Linked DNA regions of Arachis hypogaea: region 2 is linked to region 1. Evidence: chromatin contacts called from public Hi-C data. All regions are on one chromosome and are shown on one strand. Each heading gives the region's core, a stretch centred on a gene start, on an enhancer-like site or on the middle of the called end of the contact. The rest is flanking DNA. Distances are from core to core; before and after follow the strand shown.

What was found. Hi-C and Micro-C count contacts between places; a contact is called where the count stands out from the background.
Region 2: a contact with region 1 is called in a Hi-C map of leaf, with 2.3 times the contacts expected there. The contact joins the promoter of LOC112775264 here to the promoter of LOC112776479 in region 1. A contact is called at or near these places in 2 of 8 Hi-C or Micro-C datasets (both in leaf).

The regions. Positions count from the first base shown.
Region 1 is chr19:38,218,464-38,224,491 of arahy.Tifrunner.gnm2.J5K5, forward strand. LOC112776479 (folate-binding protein 1) reads right to left here and starts at 3,301. Exons shown (of 4, transcript XM_025820667.2): 1 at 2,742-3,301; 2 at 1,048-1,397; 3 at 391-704; 4 at 1-99. The coding sequence starts at 2,859.
Region 2 is chr19:38,861,967-38,868,748 of arahy.Tifrunner.gnm2.J5K5, forward strand. It overlaps LOC112775264 (serine/arginine-rich splicing factor SR30), which reads left to right and starts at 4,925. Exons shown (of 14, transcript XR_011877026.1): 1 at 4,925-5,141; 2 at 5,497-5,601; 3 at 6,155-6,220; 4 at 6,318-6,392; 5 at 6,489-6,597; 6 at 6,771-6,782.

The sequences.
Region 1 (6,028 bases), core at 2,051-4,550:
TGAGAGCTTGAAGGCTTGTCTGACATCCTTCCTTCCAACTTCCTCGCAGTTCGCCTTATAGCGGCGAGCTTATGGCGTTGGCTATGGCTTTTTCTTTTGCTGCAATGATTATGACATCAATGTAAACAAGAATAGAGAGAACAATCTAACAAAATTGAAGAAAGGAACCATTTCTCAATGCATATATACTGCATACAGTATATGACAAGATCCAGAATTCATGTAATGCAGTTGTATTTAGAATTAAGTAGCATAAGGGGAGAATACAAATACTGGTTTATCAAGAATCACAGTCAATTTGACAGGATGTGCAAAGTAAGAGAAATGGGACTAAAGCTAGTTCACTTAAGAAAAGAAAAATGATACAAGGGAAAAGAATTGCATTCTGACCTTATAAACACCAATCCGGCAGTTAGAACCATCCCTCCTATGGCCCAAGAAACTCTTTCAATGAATGGGATTTTCCTAACCCATTGTTGGAAATCAGCTTTCTCAGTCAGATCAAACTGAGAAGCTTTCCATGAATCAGCAACCGAATTTAGACTCGCCATATCACCATAGCAAAGAGTTTCTTCAGAGGCAGCGTGTATCATATCAGATGGTTTCACTTGAAAACCTGCAGCAACACAAAGATCCGTACCATTGGAGACCCATTCAGCAGCCCTACCACACACAAAGTCATTTACTCCACAAGGTGCTAGCAGCTGGTGGTAAAAGTCAAACGAAAAATAGATATATATAAGGATCCAATGTTGTGGTTCAGAAAGACTAATCATGAATAACTACATTTCCTGAATATATATGTTGAAAAATATCCCTTAAAAATACTTAGGGCATCTAATCTTAACAATAAAACAACAGTTCGCAAATCTGTTATGCATTATAAAATACAAACCAATCATGACCCGAAGCGAATAACTACATGTAAACTAAATGATTAATTTGGATAAAGTTATTGTTTTAAAACAAATCAAATAAAGGACCCAAACACATTCCTTCGATCCAATATATATTTTCTTTTCAAAAGTCAGAGTCAGCCATGTATACCTGTGTTTTCACATCCATAGAGAAGTAAGCATTCGAGCATGCCTTGTATATTCTTTCGCAGAAGGATGCACAAATAAGAGGAGGTCCAGGTTGAGTACCAACGCGTGGATCGCATATTGCACATTCCAACATTTCCCATAAGTGCAAGCACTCATGCCCAGCTTCCCCAGTAGAAGCAAGTTTTCTTACAGCTAGCAATGCAGGATGTGTGTGGCTTATGTCACAACAAGTGTTTTTGCGAAAAATCCGACAAAGAGTCAGATCTTTGGGACCCTTTCTGGGAGGGTAACCCTCTGATTTAAAGGCAGGAAATCGACCACCTTGAGAAACACATACTCCACTGGGTTTACCTGTGATTACAAAAAGGGAAGAATTCACAACTGAATGAAGTATTGAATACAATTCTGGAAGAAATTCATTTACGAATGAAGTGGTAACAGGCTAAATAAAGTTTGATCTACCAAAACTATTTTAACAACCTCATTTGCTCAATTATATAACCATCAGAATGTTACACATGTGATACCTAAGACAGGTGCCTAAACATCCCAACTTTTCTGGGTACTCCATGTACTAGTAAAAGAAGAACGCAGAAAATGGAATGCGAAGTTCATTTCGAGAGCAAACTGTGACAACATAGAAGTAACATCTTTACATCTTCTACCACTTGATATCCACAATATGGGGATATAAAAAGTTGTTCAAGGCAATCTAACTACAGGAGGTTAGTGATTGATCTATTGCCAAAATATTTTTCAGGCAGAGTCCTACTGCATATTGCGCATTCATTAATGACAAAACTAGAACATGATGGAAAATTAGGATTAAACAAGGATCTTAACGAGCTAAGCCAAAAAGCAGTCACTCTCCTGTATTTGTCTACATCCAAGAGAAAGAAGGGAGAAAAGGAGAAACAAATTTTTGGTTTCTGGTTAGTTGTATCTAGTTCAAGTAAACATAATATCCAAAGCCTCAGTAAACCCATTTTCTATTCTTCAAATCCAGTGGCAATCAATCGGTTCCATCAAGATTGCCAATTTTTAATATGCTTCACCGCATCATGAATGGATGGCCATAACACACTGCAACTGCAACACTTTTAGTTACACTCACTAGTTCATATAACCCGGCTGCAAATCACAACGAACTAAAAAATAGCATTCGGTGAAGAAGTAGAACCCCATTGAAGCACGCATTAAATGTGCTCGAAGCAAACAAATACTTCTCTCTAGTTACTAACCAAATGGAACTAAAGTTACATGTAAGTGCATAAACCCCTGCTGCAATTTGCAAAGAACTCAAAAAATAACGATCGGCACAAGAACAGAACCCCGTTTCTGAGATAATCAAATGAAATAAAAGATTGAATGACCTGCTTGGATGTGTTGCCAGTGTGTGTTAAGTCACTAACTTGCTACTAATAAGAAACGAATAATGTAACACCAATTTTGGTCATAACATGGCTGAGCGGGTGAATCTATCTTTGGCCAAAAAAGATAAAAAAAAAATTGAATTTTTAACAAATTGAAAGGTTTCCAAGATCATAACTAACCAAAATATACCCTGTCTGTATTTCACAAAATGAAGGTGTAAAATCTCAATCTTTCATATATATTTGTTTCTGTCTTGTGTGTTGATTGATTAAGCTCAAGAGCACATCTAATCCGAGAAGATTATAAGAGAGAGAAGCTAACCGGAAGAGTAAGGTAGGAAGAGATGGAAGAAGAGGAGGAAAAGGAGGAAGCCATAATCGAAGGTCTTGGGTCCGAGAAGGCACTGGGACTGCTTCGATAACCGTACAACCACCACCATATTACAACCTCGATTTCATTGAATACACTCCAGACTCCACCCAACCACGCTGCAGTTGAATCCAAGCTCTAGTTTCTTCTTCTTCTTTTTGGACTGATTCTTCTTGTTCTTTTTGGACAATTGATTCTTCTTCTTCTTCTTCAGCTTTTTCCTTCGTTTTCCCTTGGGCTTAGAACAACCTGCCTCACTTTATCAAGAAAAAAACACAGAACTACAATTGGGCCACAAATACAAAAGACATGTGAGTGGGTGGGTGTGTTGTGTATTTAGGATTGGAAATTGTCTAATTCATTGACAAAAAAAAAATTTATGTTCCTTGGACCAACCAGAATAAAACAGGTACGTCAAGTTTATAAAGACCGTGAAAAATATACCGAAAAAATAAAACGAGAGAGAGAGTGTGTGAAAATATTTTCTATTTTATTCTTTTATTTTTGAAAATGATTTTCCTTTTCAAATTCTCATATCTTAGACACCAAAAAGCAATTCTCGTATCTTAAAAGATGCAATTAATTTGGCAAAGTGAATTTTGTTTCCAAAGATAAAAAGTAATATAAATATGTTGGTTGGTTTATTTCTAAAATGTATTTAGTGTCGAATTAAAAAAATAAAATTATATTTTTGCTAAATAAAAAATTTGAGTTAATCGATCAAATTTATTTATTACCTAATAGAGTATTTTTATATTTATTGTTTATTATATATTACTAATTTTACAATTAAAATATGTCATATGTTAAATTTTATGTTACTCTTTTATTATAATTGAAATCAAATCTTTTTCTCCAAAACTAAAGAGTTCTCTTCTCCTCTCTCTCTCTCCATTTCTCTATCTCTCTCATTCCTTCACTCACTCTATTTCTCTTATATAGGGATGTCAATGGGAAAGGGCGGAGGGCGGGGGGCGGGGGGCGGGGGATGCCTTCCTGCTCCCCATCCCGCCCTCAGATTTACTCTCCGTCTGCGTTTTCATTCTCCGCCGTGGGGGAATATTGCTCCCCATTCCCATTCCCATTCCCCACAGGGCCTTATTTCCCGCGGGGATCCCATTCCCAATCTGTCTGATAGTTCTAACTAATTATTAATTTCCATATGAATAGAGGTGTAAGTATCCATTCTATACAAAAACAACAAGATTTATACAAAAAGTCTAAACGACAAGATGATGACTTCTTTCGAAATGAAGCAGTGGGGGGACGCAATGGCGAGCCAGAGGACAGAGAAGAGGATAAGGTGGGAGATGCGGCAACAGAGAGGACAATGGACACGACAATAGAGTTACGGAAAGGAACGCCGCAAATAGAGAGCACGACGCGGTGAGGATCATGGCACAGTGAGGTGTGACGATACGGTGAGAAGGGAGAGTGACGAGAGGGTGGCTGCAAAGAGGTTGGATGGAGTATGAGCAGTGTTAGGGATTTCTAAATTAAAGAAGGGTTATGCAAATGAGGATTATATATATATGTGTGTGTGAAATGACTAAAAAACATATATGAGAAATAAACTATTAAGGACAATTTAGTAAATTTATGAATTTCGGGGATTAGCGGGGATGGGGCGGGGATCCCCGCTCGGGTCTCCGCGCCTGCCTCGGGAGAATTTTGTCTCCCGTCCCATCCCACGGAAAAAATTTCCCATAGTCGGATCCCCATTCGGGGCAGTCCCCGTAAGGATCCCTGCGTCTCAGGGAGTTTTACCATCCCTACTCTTACATATCATTATTCATTTTCATTATCAATGATTAATTATAAATTTAACAATCACAATATTCAACATGGCATTCTCTAATTACATTCAAATTAAATTAAAATTAAAATATTAAAATTAAAATATAGTTATATTATATATTATATTTATATATCTATTATTCTATTATATATTACTAATTTTACAACCAAAATATGCCATATGTCATTTTCTCATTACAATTGAAATTAAATTTTTTCCGCTAAAATTAAAGAATCTCTCTCCATTACTCTATCTCTCACATTCCTTCCCTCACTCTATCTCTCTTATATATCATTATCAATAACTAATTACAAATTTGATAATCAAAATATACAACATGGCATTCTCTAATCGTATTCAAATTAAACTAAAATTAAAATTAAAATTAAAATATAGTTATATTATATATTATATTTATATATTACTAACTAATTTAATAACTAAAATGTGTTACATGACACTCTCTTATTAAAATTTAGAAAAAAACATTTCTCTTCAAAATTAATAAACCTCCTCCTTCTTGCATTCTCTTATCTACTTCTCTCTCTCTTTCTCTTTTATTTATCTCTATCTTTCCCACTCTATATATAATTTATAATTTATAATTTATATTTTATATTATATTTTATATAATATCCTTTTTACTTTATTATATATTACTAATTTTACAACCAAAATGTGTCACATGTCATTCCTTCGTTGCAATTCAAATCAAAATTTTCCCTCCAATATTAAAGAGTTCTCTCATCTTCTCTCTCTGTTGTTCTATCTCTCTCATTCGTTCACTCACTCTATCTCTCTTATATATTATTATCATTGACTAATTACAAATTTGACAATCAAAATATACAGCATGGCATTCTCTAATAGCATTCAAATTAAATTAAAATTAAAATTAAAATATAGCTATATTATATATTATATTTATATATTACTAACTAATTTAATAACTAAATTATAATACATGACGCTCTCTTATTAAAATTTAGAGAAAATATTTCTCTCCAAAATTAATAAATCTCCTCCTTCTTACATTCTCTTATCTACCTCTCTCTTTTCTATTTCTTTCTATCCTTCTCATTCTATATAATTTATATTTTATATTAGTAGTTTGACAAATCAAAATGTATGTGTGACCAGATATTTTTTTATTACAATTAAAATAAAATTCTTTCTTAACTTCCAAAATTAACAAACTCTCTCTCTCATTCTTCTTCTTTATCTTTCTCTTTCTTTTCTCGCATTCTCTATTTTTCTCTACCTTTCTATTCTACAAAAATAAAATTAACAATATAATATAGTTTAAATAAAAAATATTATTATATGCATACTTTTTTATTTAGTTTTAAATTTTACTGCTTATCTTTCTAATATATATATATATATATATATTTACTTCTTTTTATTCAAATATTTATTACATATAATTTTAAAAAAATAC
Region 2 (6,782 bases), core at 3,675-6,174, 650 kb after region 1:
ATAAAGTGATGGTGATGGGAGAAAATTCATGCTAAGTACTGTCTGTCATACCGAAAGGTAGTAAGTCACAAATAATTTCAACTTCTATAGTTAAGTCTCATTTGTGGCTTTCACTCAAATTCTCCGCTTGCGATAAAATATGCGATCCCTTAATGATCATGATTTTATTAAGTATCTTATGCACATTAGTGATGAAATTGAGTTTACCATACATGAAGACTTGGTACGTATATAAGAAAATATAACAATTCCATGAAAAGGTAAAACATCATTACACAAGTTAATAGAAGAAATATTTCCAAACTTACAATCTCATAGGTGAGATACTTCTTACATGGTAGAAAGAGTAATATTGACACCTAAAAATTATGATTTGTAACAGTTTAATGATATAATTATCAATCAATTTTCAGGAGAAGAAGAAAATTTAGTATCATTTGATGAGGTAGAAGGATATATTAATAATTTGTATCAACAAAAATATCTTAACTCAATTTTCACAAGTGAGTTGCCACCTCATGTATTGAAGGTAAAAAAAAAATGTGCATTTTTTATGTTACTGAGAAACATAGAAACTAAGGTTGGCTCATGCGATGTACAAGGTTATTATGTTGTGAAACTTTTCAAAACATGTTGGATGTAGAAGTTTTAATCGGCCATCATTGTGGAGAAAGAGCATTTTTGCCATAGATAAAAAACATAAAACAACTGAAAATTCAAAACTGCTCTTTATACTTATCAGAAAGCAATTTCTTATAAGGTTGAATTTTGAATAACAATAAATAAATTATAATGACAAACTATTTTTAAAATAGGGATCTATCTCCCTAAACATGTTTTTGATTATAGCCAATTATATGTTACTTTATCTTGAAGTGTTTCTCACCCAATTATAAAAATTTTAGTCAAATAAAAAAAATAGATGAAAAAAAGTTTAAAAATCACAAAAAAACATGATTTTAAAAACAAGTTTGTTACCTTTATCATATGTAATTTATGTTCTTAATATATATGTGTAATTATTTTTTGGTATAATTCAGTTTTTATATAATTTAATCTTTATAATATTTATATTGATATAGAAATTTTTTTATACAAACTTTAATTTATTGATAATTAATGATTTACTTTTTTTTTAATAGACAAATTACTTTCAAAGGATCTCATCAATATATGTTAGGAAATAAAGACAAAAAAACTTGAATATTTGTTTTATTCAAGAGATATTTATTAATTAAGGTTAACTGTACTATACTAGAAATATATTAATAAATATCAATTATAGGGTGAAGAATTTTAAAACTTCTAGAATATATGAAAAGATGAGCCATTAATGTAATTAATGGAACCAATACACAATAAAATAACTAATTTTTTATTAATTAATACGAAAATTGCATTAAATATACATATTTCTGTTTCTATATTAATAATCATATATTTTTTAATAGGTTTATCCTCTTAAAATTTATTTTATTAGTTGAGAAGGTATAGTTAAAGCAAACAAGATTTAGTTTTCGAAAGATGATTAAAAAAATACTAATCCAAAAAATAAAAGATAATGTAATTATTGTAATTAAATGTTATAAATATATACTTATTATCTATCTCCTTCTATCTTTTATTATAGAGAAAAAGATAAATAGGTCTCTGACCTTTTGTTCCGTGGATATTTTCGTCTCTGACCATTAAAAAATACTTTTAAGTCCCTGACCTTCACAAAACTTGGACGGATCAGTCCTTGACGGAGACATTTGGACGGATCAGTCCCTGACGGAAGCATTTAGATGGAGGGACTGATCCGTCTAAGTTTTGTGAAGGTCAGGAACTTAAAAATATTTTTCAATGGTCAGAGACAAAAATATCCGTAGGACAAAATGTCAGGAATCTATTTGTCCTTTTCTCTTTATTATATAAAGAAAAAAATTTTGACCTGAAAGATTAATAGATTGATCTTGAGATATAGCAACGGAAATTATGTAACGCATATCGAATTAAGTTATGAAAAACAATTTTATACTAGTGATAGATAGTAAATTAATTTTTTTTTTCTTTTTCAGCAACAAACTTATAAGAGCGAAACTAACTCATGTTAGTAAAAAATAACATTATACGTACCTATTATTAGATTAAAATTAATATTTTTATTCATAATAATATTATGGGAATATATATTTTTTAAGATTACGGTTCATTTTATTTTGACAGTACAGATTATGCATGACACAAAAGATTTATAAAATCAAACTACTTTTACAAAAAAAAGTCGTAGGTTGACAAAAGTCTCTGACTAAGAAGACCAATGTATCTATAGATAAAAAATCAAATAATAAAATTTTTAGTTATTATTTTTATATGAAAAAGTCTCATTTTTTATTAATAATTAATTTTAACATTCGTTATCTAAAATTTGAAACAATTTAACGTGTATACTTTTACATTTAATTAGGTGTTAAGTCTGTTGCACAAATAGAAATAATTAATTTGTTATTTAAAAATAATATTTTTTCTCTCTATATATATAAATATAATTAGATATTAGTATAAAAAAATTATATGGATATTTATAAAATTAATTAAAACTAATTTTTTTAAAACAATTGAATCTTGATTCCAACTTTTAATTATAACATTAGTATTCTCTCCAAATTATATGTAATAAATATTTGAAAGAAGAGAAATGAAAGTATATAGATTAAAAAGATAAGCGGTAAAAATTTAAAATTAAATAAAAAACTAAAAAAATATGTATATAATAATAAGAGTAAAGTATCGTTTTTGTCCCCAACGTTTGTGGTAAGTTCTATTTGTGTCCCTAACGTTTAAATCGTCCTATTTGTATCCTTAACGTTTATAAAAGTGATTCAATATTATCCTACTATCAATTATACTAACAAATCAGATTATATTTTTAAATTATTCTCACTTGGATGTGTTCGATTTTAATATTATACCCATTATTTGTGTTTAGATTCAATTATGTCCCTAGAAAAGTGAATTATGTAAATGTTGTAGGAATTAGTTTCAACATTTGATGAGCTATTTTTCAGAGTAGATCATCGATTCTATCACAGATATTTGTATTCTAACTTCAAGAAGAGATTTTTAAAACTTAAACTAAACCGCTCATGATGTGTAATTGACGGTAGGATAACATTGAATCACTTTTACAAACGTTAGGGATACAAATAGGACGATTTAAACGTTAGAGACACATATAGGATTTACCCCAAACGTTGGGGATAAAAATGATACTTTACTCTAATAATAATAATAATATTTTTTATTTGAATTATATTATTTTATTTTCTGTAGAATAAAAAGGTAGAAAAAATAGAGAACGAGAGAAAAAAAAAAAGAAAGATAAAGATGAAAAAATGAGAGTGAGAGTTTGTTAACTTTGGAAGAAAAAATTTTATTTTAATTATAACAAAAAAATATCGGATGACATATTTTGATTTGTCAAATTACTAATATAAAATATAAATTATATATAGAGTAAAAATGGTAGAGAGAAATAAAAAAAATGGAGAGAGGTAGATGAGAGAATTTAGGAAGGGAATTTATTAATTTTGAAAAATAATATTTTCGCTCAATTTTAATAAGAGAGTATCATGTGACACATTTGATTATTAAATTAGATAATAATATATGATTATGATACATAATATAGATATATTTCAATTTCAATTTTAATATTTCAATTTTAATTTTAAAGCAATTAAAGAATGTCATGTTGTACATTTTGATTGTCAAATTAGTAATTAGTCATTGATATTAATATTAATAATGATATATAAAATAGATAGAGTGGTTGAACAAATGAGAGAGATAGAGAAAGAAAGATGGAGGAGGGGAGAACTCTTTAATTTTGGAGGGAAAGATTTGATTTCAATTGCAATGAGGGAGTGACATGTAGCACATTTTGGTTATAAAATTAGTATAGAGAAGAGAAGAATTCTTTAATTTTGAAAGGAAAAATTTTATTTAAATTACAACGAGAGAGTAATATATGACACATTTTAGTTGTAAAATTAGTAAGAAGGAGAGAAAAATTCTTTAATTTTGGAGAAAAAAATTTGATTCCAATTACAATAAAAAAGTGACATGTAGCATATTTTAGTTGTAAAATTAGAATAAATAATAGATATCACACAAAAAGAGGTTATATTAGTTAGAAATAGATTTGAAGATATAGAGAGGGATTAATGACTTCTTTTGTTAAACATGTGTAAGAAATCCAATGCGAAACAAAAACATTTCAATTTTACAGGCTTTATTCTTTTTCTCTCTTAAATCGTCATTCAAATTTAATAAAATTGATATTGGCATATAGTATATTTATTAGTTTCTAAATTTTATAGTTTTTGGAGGCTCAAGAATTTATTGATAAGGTAATATACGAGAAATTGTAAAAAATTTTTACTCGGTACAAATTTAAAAATTACTTTAGATCTATTTAAATATTTTTTTACAGTTAAATCTATAAATTCAAAAAAAATACATAATTATTTTTTTCTTTGTACTTTTTGTAGACAAATAAAAAATTCTTTAAATACAGATCAATATTTTAGCTTACCACTTGACAAAAGTTTATAAACAAAGATAAATATATAATATTTGAATATAACTCATCTTTTATAAATAATTTTGACGGAGAAAAATATTGAGATTGGTCTCTATATTAACTTTTTGGGAATTTAAATATTTATTTTTAAAATTTTTAGAAATTGATTTAGATAATTATTCTATCAAAAAATAAATTAAAGATCGATTTATCTACCAAAATAAAATTTTAAAATTAACCTATATATTAATTTATTTAAAAATTAAAATAAAATATTCACTTTTAAAATTTTTGAGACCTATTTGGATAATTAGTCTAGCTTCTATATTGGAAAACTACCGGTCAGTGTCATCTGCTGAAGACACGTATGAAAATTCATTGGCCTTGAACGGCGTAGATTTCATGGTTGAGTTCTTGAGCACCATGTAAGGCCATGCACGTGTCGCCTCAACACTTGTCCAGTTCTCCGTGCTCTGATTTTGCTCAATAAATATATTTTCTCTATCTGTCTCTGTTTCTCTCTCACTTTAACCTTCACCTTCCATAAGCTTCTCTCAGCTTCTTCTCATTTCAGGTACGCTTCTTTGTCTTCTCTCTCGAATCCTCAACACTGTTCATTGCCATTTCCTTCATCAGTGTCAAATTCTTCTTCTTTAAAATTCCTAATACACACAGGATTTCATTCTAGTATTGCATTTTTTTTTTTGGAAACCATATGTTAAGGTTTAAACTACGTTAAATGGATTATCGTCTGGGAAGGCTCGGAGTGAAAAGGTCTTAATTGTTATTTTAACCACGCTTGATTTCATTTCAATTTCCCTGATCAGTACTTTATCAACTTATGATTGTTATTATTATGATGATGATTAGTGTTAATTATTAGTTTGTTTGGAGATTTATGACGAAAAATGACTAAGTGAGTTAAACAGTGCTTCGGGCGAAGAAAAATGGCTAGACGGTCTAGTCGCACAATTTATGTTGGCAATCTTCCTGGCGATGTTCGCTTGAGGGAAGTAGAGGATCTTTTCTACAAGGTACTTTTATTTATTTGTTGTTATCTATTATTGTTTTTATTATATGTCCAAAAACATATATAAATTCAGGTTATCTTCACGGTTATGTTAAATAATTTTGGAAGTCTTTAAACATTGATCGTCACTTTTTGTTTAGTTTAGCATTTGGACGAGATATGGTTTCATTTCCGGAGTATATTTTAGGGGATAAAAAAGGCTGAATTAAGCAGTGAAGAATCCTTAATTCTATCAATTATTATGCATTGTTTCGTGGAATGGATCATCTCAATTGGAGATTCCACTTGACTATATCAAGTCTTGGTTTTCACCATTGATGGCAAGATTGATCCTTATATAAAACTTACAAGAGAATCTAATCAATAGTGAAGATCTATATTTGACTTGGTCAATTGAAATTTTCAGTTGAGCTTTGAAGTCTCATTCCAATTTTTTTTTTTCTTCCAGCCATGGTAATGGGGAACACAAAGTTTGTTTTGGAATGTCATTGTGGACAAGTACATCTGGAATTTGTTGCTGATGATCCTTAATTGTTTTGTTTGTCCTCTAATTGCAGTTTGGTCCTATTGTTGACATTGATCTGAAGATTCCTCCGAGACCACCAGGTTATGCCTTTGTGGAGGTGTGTCTGAATTTCATGTTGTAAGGATATGAGGCAGTATTTTCCTCAGGGTCTAGATCACTTTTTTACATTGTGTATTGAACATTATATTTTGCAGTTTGAGGATATCCGTGATGCTGAAGATGCCATTTACTATAGAGATGGTTACAACTTTGATGGTTTTCGGTTACGGGTCAGTGCATTTTTTCTTACTTTTCTTGTCCTTTGGAGTTACTTGGAACAATATCTTCAATTATTATGAACTTTTGACCTTTATTTGTTACTGTAGGTTGAACTTGCACACGGTGGACGGGGTCATACATCATCAGTAGACCGCTATAGTAGCTATAGTGGTAGTAGCAGTAGCCGTGGAGTTTCCAGGCGTTCCGATTATCGTGGTATGCATTATTTCTTCATTGAATTTTTTATAGCTATGTATCTCTCTATACTAGTTTATTCTTAGTTTTTTCTTTCTTTATTTTCTTATTTTCCATGGAAAGAAACTCTTCTTTTGTTGACTTTTTCTCTTTTTCTTCCTTTTTTCGTTGTTTTTTATTTTGTGTTTGTGTAGTTCTTGTAACAG